2 separate regions of the Arachis hypogaea genome follow, and region 2 is linked to region 1. A link is a contact called in public Hi-C data. All regions are on one chromosome and are shown on one strand. The core of a region is the stretch at or near the end of the contact, and the rest is flanking DNA. Distances in the headings are between cores, read along the strand shown. Region 1 holds the start of LOC112801529 (peptidyl-prolyl cis-trans isomerase CYP23). Region 2 holds the start of LOC112801530 (F-box/kelch-repeat protein SKIP11).

Evidence for each region. A called contact is a pair of places that touch in the nucleus more often than the background predicts.
Region 2: a Hi-C map of an unstated tissue shows a contact between it and region 1, with 3 times the contacts expected there. The contact joins the promoter of LOC112801530 here to the promoter of LOC112801529 in region 1. A contact is called at or near these places in 2 of 8 Hi-C or Micro-C datasets (leaf and an unstated tissue).

What each region holds. Positions count from the first base shown.
Region 1 is chr5:43,434,405-43,439,955 of arahy.Tifrunner.gnm2.J5K5, forward strand. It overlaps LOC112801529 (peptidyl-prolyl cis-trans isomerase CYP23), which reads right to left and starts at 2,863. Exons shown (of 8, transcript XM_025844318.3): 1 at 2,633-2,863; 2 at 2,202-2,315; 3 at 1,945-2,093; 4 at 1,528-1,600; 5 at 1,347-1,436; 6 at 434-473; 7 at 195-277; 8 at 1-103. The coding sequence starts at 2,743. The coding sequence ends at 83.
Region 2 is chr5:43,885,172-43,890,722 of arahy.Tifrunner.gnm2.J5K5, forward strand. It overlaps LOC112801530 (F-box/kelch-repeat protein SKIP11), which reads left to right and starts at 2,846. Exons shown (of 2, transcript XM_025844319.3): 1 at 2,846-3,163; 2 at 4,391-5,551. The coding sequence starts at 4,490.

The DNA.
Region 1 (5,551 bases), core at 1,613-4,112:
ATGCTCATAAATTTTTATAAAAAAAAGGGGCAGTATGAATGATACTCATTACTACATTATATTTATCTTGCTTGTGCTCTCATCAAGGGAAGCATTTCATCCTCTGTAAAATGACGAATAAAACCCATGTTAATAGCAGAACAGAGATAATTATACTGGTGTGTAATGTGTTCAAGAAAACCAAGATCAATTACCTGTTTTTCAACTTCAACAGCGGACGCAGCTAACCTGCGCTTCAATATCGTTCTATCTTGCTCACAATTTTCTGTCTCCGTGTCTAAAAATACAGGAAGCATGGTTCAGAAGATGGTAATAGAGAATGAGCTCGAAAACCAGCAGGCTTCAACAAAATTAGAGGATCAAGTAGCACATCGCAAGTTATAATGCTAGAATAAGAAACTAAACAAAACATTTAAGTTTGAAAGAATCTTACCATAGTAATACGATGACAGAATCGTGATGCGTTCTGTTGGCTGGGAAAAAGGGGAAAAAATCATATTATTACTTAAAGAAAATAAGAATCGGAATGATGTAGGATCAAATTTGGTTGAAAACATTAACCAAGGATAATTATGAATTCTCTGAGGATGGATTAAATGTTGAGGCAGGGGATGAAGGAAATAAATGCAAAAACAATGTGTCCAGAAACACTTCAGAACAATTTCAGAGTGAGGATTAGTGTATGCTAGAGACTGTTAAATTGCAAAACATTCTGATGCCGACTACAACAATCACAAAAACCGATAAACTGATAACATTAAGATAGATCAGAAAAGCCAAAAAATTATCATTCAAATTACATTTCACCCTCAGACAAACTTGAACGACAGGTATTTGAACAGAATTTTCTTAATTTATTACAAAAACGACACTCGACCTTGGCAATAAAAGATTGCAGGTGAAGAATTCCAATCTACATGTTAGATATTACTATACAAAAACAGCAACCATGTCATAAAGATTCAACAAAGTTTTCCATGGTTGTTGACTGCCCAATACAGCCCTTCTCTTTTATCCAGACTTGATACCAATTATGTAAACATTTGAGAAGCAAAACACAAAGTGGGAAGAGTTAAGCTACATTTTACTATATAGAACAATTTTCCTAAAAACACACACATATCTATGCGTAAATCCCTAGCCTCCACACCACTCTGTTTCTTGTCTCATAAGTCTGTCAAGGTCTGCCTCTAGCTTCTCTTCAAATAAATGAATAGAAAAATATTGCAATGAAAATCCATAAACATCTCACATGTAAATTTATTAACTAATTTATGCATATGATCCACAATTTAACACTAAAAGAATGGTAAAATGCAAAATATGGATAGGTGTTTTAAGCTTACCATTACAAATATACCCTCTTTACGGGTAGGCAGCTGCTCAAGCTTTTTCAATGTATCATCACCTTTAGTAACTCTTCCAAATATTGCATACTGAAAAGAGCTCATATCAGCATACAGTACATAATGAAGTACATTTGACTGAATCATTTGAAATGATGTTAGGGCACTATGTCTATCCCACCGTGCCGTCGAGATGAGGAGCATTTCCAAGTAGTATCGAGAATGAGGATGAACCACTGTCTGGATCATCATACCTGTAAGAACAATCTTAAATACATCAAGGCTTCCAACAGTCACTGAAAACCAAAAGAGTAAATGGTGTAAGAATTTTAGAACATAAGCAATACAATTAAGATGAGTACGTTATCTAACTAACAAACTGATTATTCCCTATAAAAATCTTTTAAACTTTAGACTCTAGATTTTCTACAAGAAATCTCGAATGTATAAAAGCTCCCCAGTCCCTGCAATTGATAACATCTTCAAGAAACTTGCATCGGTCGTAACATCACAAATGAACACTTCCGTTCCACACAGTTGTATTTGAAACATCATACAAAACTAAAGAACCAATAGCTTCCATCTAGAGAAACTTAACCTTCCCATAGAAAGAATACCACGAACATGTTTGACTTCGCTAAATTCACCAACAACAGTCTTTTCAGCTTCTTTTCTTTGTTCCTCATTCATTGGAGCAGATCTTCCACCCATAACATCTGCTACTTGGGCCACAAACCCCTTATCCACCTGAACATTGAATTTAGAACAAAAATAAAAAAACCAATCACTTACATGCTGCAGCCACCAACTACATAAATACCTGATGTTACTTACTTACGTCCCGGAGAAACATACCCGAAAGAAATGGTTAGTGTTATAGCCTCCAAGTCTGACAAGCTTAAAGATGTGATCAACAGTTTTGGGTGCAACAGTGGGAAAGAAACCAAATTCAATATCCCCATAATTTGTCTGCATTCAGAACTCAAGTGATACACCATGAACAACAACAAAGATGCTGATGTCAATTTATCAAACAAAGTTATGTGCATACAAACATCACAATCAAGATGGATAAATTTCTCACTTAATCAACCACTTGATTCCAATTTTTCACACATAAACAAAATAACTAATATACTTCAGCTAAATCACAAACATGGGCATCCACAGATTACAACATCAACAGCCCTTACATTGAAACTCAGCTCAAGACTTTAACTTTCACTATAGATTCAAGCAATTATGAATAGCAGGTCAAAGAGAGTGTAACTTTTGAAGTAAAAAACCTGAAAGACAACGCGGGTGGATCCAAGTTGGGGTTCCAGGGAAGAAATTAAAGACATCAATGACAACAAAATGCAAGCATTGATCATAAAGCTGAATCCTGGGCTATACATTTTGAGCAATGTTAGATTTGGAAACAGCTTCAGCTCCTGAAATTGGAGTCAACCATCCCAATTTCGGAAAACTAAAGTCCTGAGTAGAAAAGTTGTGTGTTGGTGTGTTTAACGGGTATGGCATTTTTTTTTATGGTTTTTGGTCATGTTAAAGTCATTCGCAGATATGGATTGATAGTTGATACTATAAAAAAACTATATATTTTCTTTTGGAAAGGTGATAGAAGACATATTTTTGTTTCTCAATAAATTAGTTTGGCCCAGCAAGAATAAACTTTTAAAACATTTTCTTCTGTGTTTGGACGGGGCCTGGAATTTCGTAACATTTAAGTTGAATTTAAAGCTAGGGACTGCGTAACGTGCAAATATTCATTATGCCGAATCAGAATTTATTTAATATGAGCCCAATTTTTTTTCCCACAGTAGATAGATAGTCACGAACAAAAAAAAAAAAGTGATACAGTTGGTTTTTTTAGCCTTTATTTATTTATTTTAACTTTATTATTATTTGTACAACTTTGTGTTGCTTCATCTTAATTTTTACTCTTTATCAATATCTTTACGGTGACTTTTCAATAAATTAATTAAAATAATATTAAACCCAAACGATTCTTTGTTATAAGAATGTTTTTTTTTTGGTATTATATGTATTTTTAATATATGTGTGTAAAGTTAGTCTCTGTTTTTGGGTCAAGAAGTTGGTTCTACATATTTGTATGAAGCCCAAGAAAATTGGTTACAGATTTAATACAAGCTTACAAAGGGTTTATGGGTCTGTGAGCCTTATATGAAACAGGGGGTGTCCAGCAGGTATTCGTCAAAACATCATTTTTTGGCTGTGGACCTAAATTTTATTTAAATGTTTATTGTTAGTAAATAAATAGGAGTGCCAACCAAGTTAGGTTGGTTAGTGGTTAGCTCACTAGTCCACTTAAGCAAGTATTAGAGGTTCGAATCTTCTCTTGTATATGTAGCAATCCATTGGCTAGCGACAAACCCTTGAACCGCATGCAAATTTACACTATATTCTACCCTATCCATAACGGGTCGGATAGACAATCCTATTCCGCAAATTTAAGTATTGTTACCATTCTTATAAATAAATTATAAGATTCAAACTTCGAATATTTATTTAATTAATTACTAGATCAACCAAAACATAATCTTAATTAAGAAAGCTACGACCAAAAAACCAATTAGAATTCCAGTCGACAAATATATAGAAACAAGAAGCGGAACACAAACAAAAATAAGAAGAAATTAGTGTATCCTCCCAAAAAAAAAATCAAAAATAAAATCAGAGGAACGTGCATTATTGAATAAAATAATATTTTCAAGAAATAACTAGATATTTTCTTACTTGACGTTGCAGCTTTTTTCTCAGTATCTCACTCTCATTTTTCTTCAATCTCTATTTCACTTTCTTCTTTGCGTTTCCCATAAAATCTACTATACAAAAACTTAGCTTAAAAAATGAAAAGACAAACCACCTTGTCTTTTGCCAAAAAGTTATTATTATTATTATTATTATTATTATTATTATTATTATTATTATTATTATTATTATTATTATTATTATCCATAACGAAGACTTTGAACGGCAGAAAATTAAATCATAGGGTGCTTGACCTTTTAAAACCGTACATATAGGCATAGCCCAAATTTTGGGCACATGCTAATGTATGTTTAGGGTTCAACATTTCCACATAGAAATGATAGTAACAGGGAGCTTTTCTCCTCTTGTTTTTATTGTTCAACACCAAACTTTCTGTTGCCATAGGCATTAACCACTATAAATTAAAGTGAAATAAAAAATTGTACAGTGTATTACATGTGCACTAGGGAAAAAAGAACAATAACAACTAATTAAGCACAAAATTGTCAATTCTTATTATTACTAACACTGTTCATCATCAATGGAGACATGAGAAGGCTACTGCACCAGTTCCCTCTCTATATTCTCTATAAGTTATAGGTGTGATCGTTTTAGAATATGCCAATTCTTTCAAGTGGGAAAATAATTTGCCTAAACAAAATTCTCTAGCAACAAATTCTTTCGAGAGGGGAATATGTGCCATGTTTAAAGAGTGTGCTTGTGATCCTAATTAGGCCAGCAGAGCAACGCAACTGAATTAAGACTTTATTCTTTAATAATTGTTTGGCATTTTGCATCTTTTTTCTATCAATTGTAGTTGAAATACTGTTGTCTTATAATTTTTTTCTTTTCGTGTCTTTTTAATAATTTTATTATTTATTTTTGTTGTTGTTTTTGGTCATTGACAATTTTATTCGTTTGGGTGGATATGACAATTTTATTCTTCAAAGAAGAACCGGAACCTGATTCCAATTTGAGCTATTATTCTGGCCCAAAAGCCCAGCCCCAATGGCAATAAGCCAATAATGAGTGTCTCCATTCAATGTATGTATCTTTTGTTGGAATCAATTATGGTTGTTTCATGGAAATCTTAATAGAGCTTTACCATAAAATCATGCAAAATTAAAGAAAGAATGCATCATTGCCCCGAAAAACTAAATTGAATATATTTTCTCTCTTTTTTTTTTTCTAAATTGCTTGGTAAAGTGTAATTTTTTACCTTATATTTTTTAAGTGGAATGAAAAAAATGTGAAAAAAGATATTAAATAATGAAATATTACATTTTACTAAATAATTGAGAGAAGAAAATTAAGAAGATTCACTTTCTTATGTTTATGTGTAGTTAGCATTATCGATGTGCAATTATTCGAAGTATAGGCATAGCATATACTTCGCCTTTTAATTAACTATTTTGTGTTCTAAGTAAGTAAGT
Region 2 (5,551 bases), core at 1,596-4,095, 450 kb after region 1:
TTTTTATTATCCCCAATCTGAAGACAATTTTTATTCCAGCAGATTTAATTTCTTTTCCTTTTGGTCTTGGTTGAGAAATCAGTAACTCAGGAGTTATCTTAACTCAACATAATTGATAACTGTTATCTTTGCTAATTGAACTGAACTTCAATAATCCCAACCTTTTCTTAGGAAATAAATAGGATTCGAAGGTCAACTAATTAGTCCCTTGACTTTCCTTTGCTTTAGCAAAGGTTGACTAAGTGGAATTAAGATTCAACTTTCATTATTATTGATAAGAATAACTAAGTCTGGATTTCCAATTTCTCATACCTTGCCAAAGGGTTTGCTTTACAGTATTTATTTATTTTAATTGTCATTTAAATTATTTGTCATATTTATTCCTCATTCTCAAAACCCCAATTTTACCTTTTTCATAGCCAATAATAAGAACATACCTCCCTGCAATTCCTTGAGAAGACGACCCGAGGTTTAATACTCGGTTATCAATTTTAAGGGGTTTGTTACTTGTGACAACCAAAACGTTTGCACGAAGGGATTTCTGTTGGTTTAGAATCTATATCTATAATGCGACTATTTTTTTAAAATTCTTTACTAGCAAAAAATCCCAACGTCAATTATTCACAAATTTCAGGATTGCTGCACCTCTCCACAGTAACCCTTAATCTGAAAGAAAAAATTCATCTAAAAGTAAAAAAAAAAAAAAAACAAACCTCTGTTATCCAACGAACTACAACAAAAATGGCACTAATATAAGAGCTATTAGAAAAATTAATAAGTGAAGGTTGAAATTAACATCAAAGACACATGTTAAATTAAGAAGAGAGAGAATAGAAAATTCTAAATGCCCACAAGTCAACTGGGGGTGTTCTTTGAAAGTGAATTTACAAAAAGAAGATTTGAACTTAATTTCTTTGTTTATTTGCAGAGGTATACCAATATCAACCTCTCATTCATAGAGAAGTTTTTTTTTCTTTTTAAATATTTTTAGAACATATTTAATTTATGTTATAAAATTTTTTCTATATTTTAATCTTCTTTTTAAATTCCATTATTCTAAATTGAATAAGATTTAGATATACTAATTGTGTTAGAATTAGTAAAAAAAAAATAAGTTTGTTATCTTTTACTCCAAACTAATATTTCATTTTGTTTTATTTCATTTCTTCATATTTATTATAAAAATTTCTAAGTATTTTATTTTAATTCATGAAATTTATTATAAAAGAGTAAACATTTAATTGATTTTCAAAAAATTTTAAATCAAAATTTTATTTTTTAAAATTATTTTATTATGTAGAAGTCTTTGAAAATTATTTATGTATATCTGATAAATTGATTCTTTTATTGATTTGAAGCATGAATAATTTATCTTATAATGATATTTTTTGTAACTTAATTGTCCTGGTGAAGAAGCAGTAGAAGGTGAGAAGGAAGAATTTTAAATTGTGCAGAACAGAAATAAATCGAACATGTTATTATGGTGAAACAATTGTATAGTACTAAATGAATGGAACATTATCCATTATATAAATTCAAATTCGAACAGCTTTCTGCATAATGAACCGAACACGTACTCATGGTGAAACAATTGTATAGTACTGGTTGAACGAAACATAATCCATTATATAAAATCAAATTCAAACAGCTTTCTGCATAATGAGCCGAACGCGTATTCATGGTTAAACAATTGTATAGTACTGGATGAACAAAACATAATCTATTATATAAAATCAAATTCGAAACACCTCTGTCTACAATTTAGATATTATCAATTCAATTCAGACTCAGAATACCTGCGCTTATTCAATTCAATTCAATTCAATTTAGCAATTGCATTCCATTCAATTCGATTGAAAAAAATAATCCATCAGCAAAATATTGGTGTTGTTGGTATTGTTGACGATAACAAAAGAGGAGAAGAAGAAAAAGGAGAAGGAGAAAGAGGAGAAGGAGAAGGAGAAGTAGAGAAAGAGGAGGAGGAAAAGCAGAGAAGAGGAGAAGAAGAAAAAGGAGAAGGAGAAAGAGAAGGAGAAGAAGAAGAATCTGCGTGCACGAAGAAGAAGGAGGAGCAGGAAGAGGTATACGTGAATTTGAAAGAAAAAGAAGATGACGTATACGTGTATTTGAGAAAAGAGGAAAAAGCAGCGCGGAAAATGCGTGTAATGACGCTCTTTTAATGAGAGTAATTTTTGTTTGTGTTAAATCTATTTAAATAAAACTTAGATAAAAAAAATACTTGAATGTGTAGCATAACCCAATTCTAAATCATTATCATCCTCTATACTTAAACAATAATGTCACGGGAGTAAAAGAAAAAAAAAGATTTTAAACAACAAAAAATAAGAAAACCAGTAAATAAGAAAAGAAGATTATTATGTTAAATAATTTTGTTATAGAATTAATTTTTCTCTATTTATAGTTAATTCATGAGTTACTTTATTGATTGATTGTTATTTTTTGTTAATTTACTGTTAAAACTGAAAAATCATATAATTATAATTTAACACTCAAGTTTGACCAGTCAAAATTCGGAGAGCGATTTTCAACAAACACTTTTTCACAATCAACCAATCCGGACGCGCCACGTCATTATACGCTGCGTTGCAGGTATCCTTCTCCCCGTTCTTCAAATTCACACGAGAAATTGACTAGCCGATATTTTGGAATCAAAATCGAACGGCGCAGAAACGTAACAGTCTCTCTCCCTCTCCCTCTTGTTTCGTGTCTATCTGTTTCTCTCTACTAAACACGTTGGTCCACCGGCATTTCCCGGTTACCGGTTCTGTTAACTGCGAGCAGCGCGGCGAACATCTTTTGGGCCCACCTACCACCTTTCGCAACCGTCCTCCACCACCGCCACATATCCTCCTTTCCAAAAATAAAAAGATTCCTTTAGTATTTTTAAAAATATGGAAGTTACTATTACAAAATTACAATTTCTAAAATAATAATTATTTTTTAATTATTTAATTGGGTATTAAGGTTGTGATTTAAGAGAGATAAGGGCATGGAAGTGAAGGTCCCCCTCTATCAGATTTTGCTCCAAAATCACAACAAAAGAAACGCTTCTTCTCTTCTTCTTCTTCTTCTTCTGTGCTTCTGTCTCTCTGTGTTCTGCTCAGCTTACTCGCTTCTCTCTTCTTCTTTTCTTTAATGCTGGGTATGTATGTTATTCACAGATTCACTTGTTGTCTTGTAATCTTGTTACTTGTTTGAGTAGTTTCTAATTTCTCTGGTTTCGTTTTTGGTGTCTGAATGAGAGAGAGAAAGAAAAAAAAGAAAAGAAATCAAATGACCGGGTCTATCACCACCGTTTGCTTGCCTTCTTCTAATTTCTATAGTTGATTTGAATTGATAATTCTCTTGTAGTTTATGAATTGATCATTCTACTTTGTTTCCTGCATTGTTTGATCCGTAAAGCAAGCCCTATCTATCATGGATCCTGAACAGGAAAATTGGCTTATTTCTCAAACGAGATAACTATGAATGCATAGTTTAATTATTTTTTTTTAATAGAAAAAATTGTGCGGGTATGTATATAAGATGGCTTGGTTCTATTTGTGATTATTCTCTCTAATTGTGTTATTATATGGTATAATGATATTTATGATTATTTTTTTCTACTTATCATTAAGATATATATTTGTATTAATAAATAGAGCTATTTGTCGTAGTAGATGCTTCTGTTTGAGGCTTGTTCCTATGTTCAGTTCCTACCTACCTATCATAAAAGATGGCTTGGTTCTATTTATGATTATTTTCTTCGTTCTTGCATTCTCCTTCCGTGCCTGTGAAGGCACTCGTTCCAGACAACCTTCATAGAGTGGTTCCTTTCTGTGAGGACTCCATGGAATACTATAGTAGTGAGATTGAGTTGCTGATTATGGTGAGTGAAGAAAGTGTTTGGAAGATTATTTTTTGATTCAATTTGAAAATTTGGCCATCAAATATTAATCTTTTGGGGATTTTTTTTTGTTCCTATTTTTTTTTATCCAACCTTGTAAGGCTCTTGCGTTTTTATTTGAATGATCTTTTGGTTAATTTTGTTTTCGGTTTGTCGAATCATTTGGGACATGGGCATCATGATTAATGGATTTTATTCAAATTTTGAAATTTCCGGTTCTGCTTTGGAGGGTGTTATTGGTATGTTCAATTGAACTTTGTGTGTTGTTTCTGTTCTTTAGCTTCATGTCCTGCAATCTCTCGTATTTTTTCTCCAATAAATGATTATTTGGAGTCTATCTGAGTGCTTAGCTGATTGGATTTCAATCCGAATCATGTATTTTTTTTTTTTGCTTGATTTATTTCTGGGTGTTGATTTTGTTTCTGCAAACAAGAATCAAAATTTGAAACTAATGAATTGAATTTCTTCTATTTTGTTGGACAGATTCTTGAATTTGCTGGGAATTTGTCATTTCTGGATTGAGGCTTTCTTCGTGAAGTGCCCATTTGTTGTTGCTTTCTGCGGAGAGTTAGAGAGAGAGACATGTTCGAAGGTCGTTCCTGTGTGGTTTCGAGATTGTTTCCTAGCTCGTGCCAGGCAGAGAACAACTGGTCTTACATGAAATACCTGCCTGAGTTGGACATCAAGAATAATGGCAAGCGCCCTGCGGAAAATATTGCATCCGAGGATGAGAATCGTCCGAGGAAGTATACTAGGATGTTGGACTCCAAACAGAAATCCCCTGAGGATAATGAGAATTCTGTAGTTTCCCAAGAGGATCAGGAAACCATTGAGACATTGAGTATCTGCCAAGATGGCGACGAAGCTGGTGATTGGACTGATGACCAGTCATTGGCTGAACAAGAACAGCGTGATGATGATGATGATGATGATGATGATGATTCACTGGAATTTGGTGAGCATCATTCTGATCAACAGCAGCAGGGTGAACATGAAGATTTCTTGGATTCAAGTATTCATCAATCAGACGAAGAACAGCAAGAGGATGAACTTGTGGCAGATGATTCATTAGATTCTGGTGTTCGGCAACCGAATGAAGAACAGCAGCGGGTTGAACTCAGGGATTTATTAGATTCCGGTGTTCAGCTTGAGCTTGCTGTGAATTTATTGGAATCATGTGGTCAGCAATCTGATGACCACCAGCAGAACCATGCTGGGGGTTCATCAGATTCTGGCTCTCTCTTGCCACGCATGAACCGGGACAGCTCAATCACCTGTCTCAGCCGTTGCTCAAGGTCAGATTATGGCTCTCTTGCCTCTCTGAATAGGGGCTTCCGCAATGTAATCCGAAGCGGTGAGCTTTATAAATGGAGGAGACTAAATGGTATCATGGAACATTGGATTTATTTCTCCTATGCTCTCCTTGAATGGGAGGCCTATGATCCGATCCGTCAGCGATGGATGCATTTGCCAAGGATGGCCTCTAATGAGTGCTTCATGTGTTCGGATAAGGAATCTTTAGCCGTAGGTACCGATCTTCTTGTATTTGGGAGGGAGCTGCAATCCCTTGTTATATACAGATATAGTCTTTTGACAAACTCGTGGTCCTCCGGAATGAGGATGAATGCTCCGAGATGCTTGTTT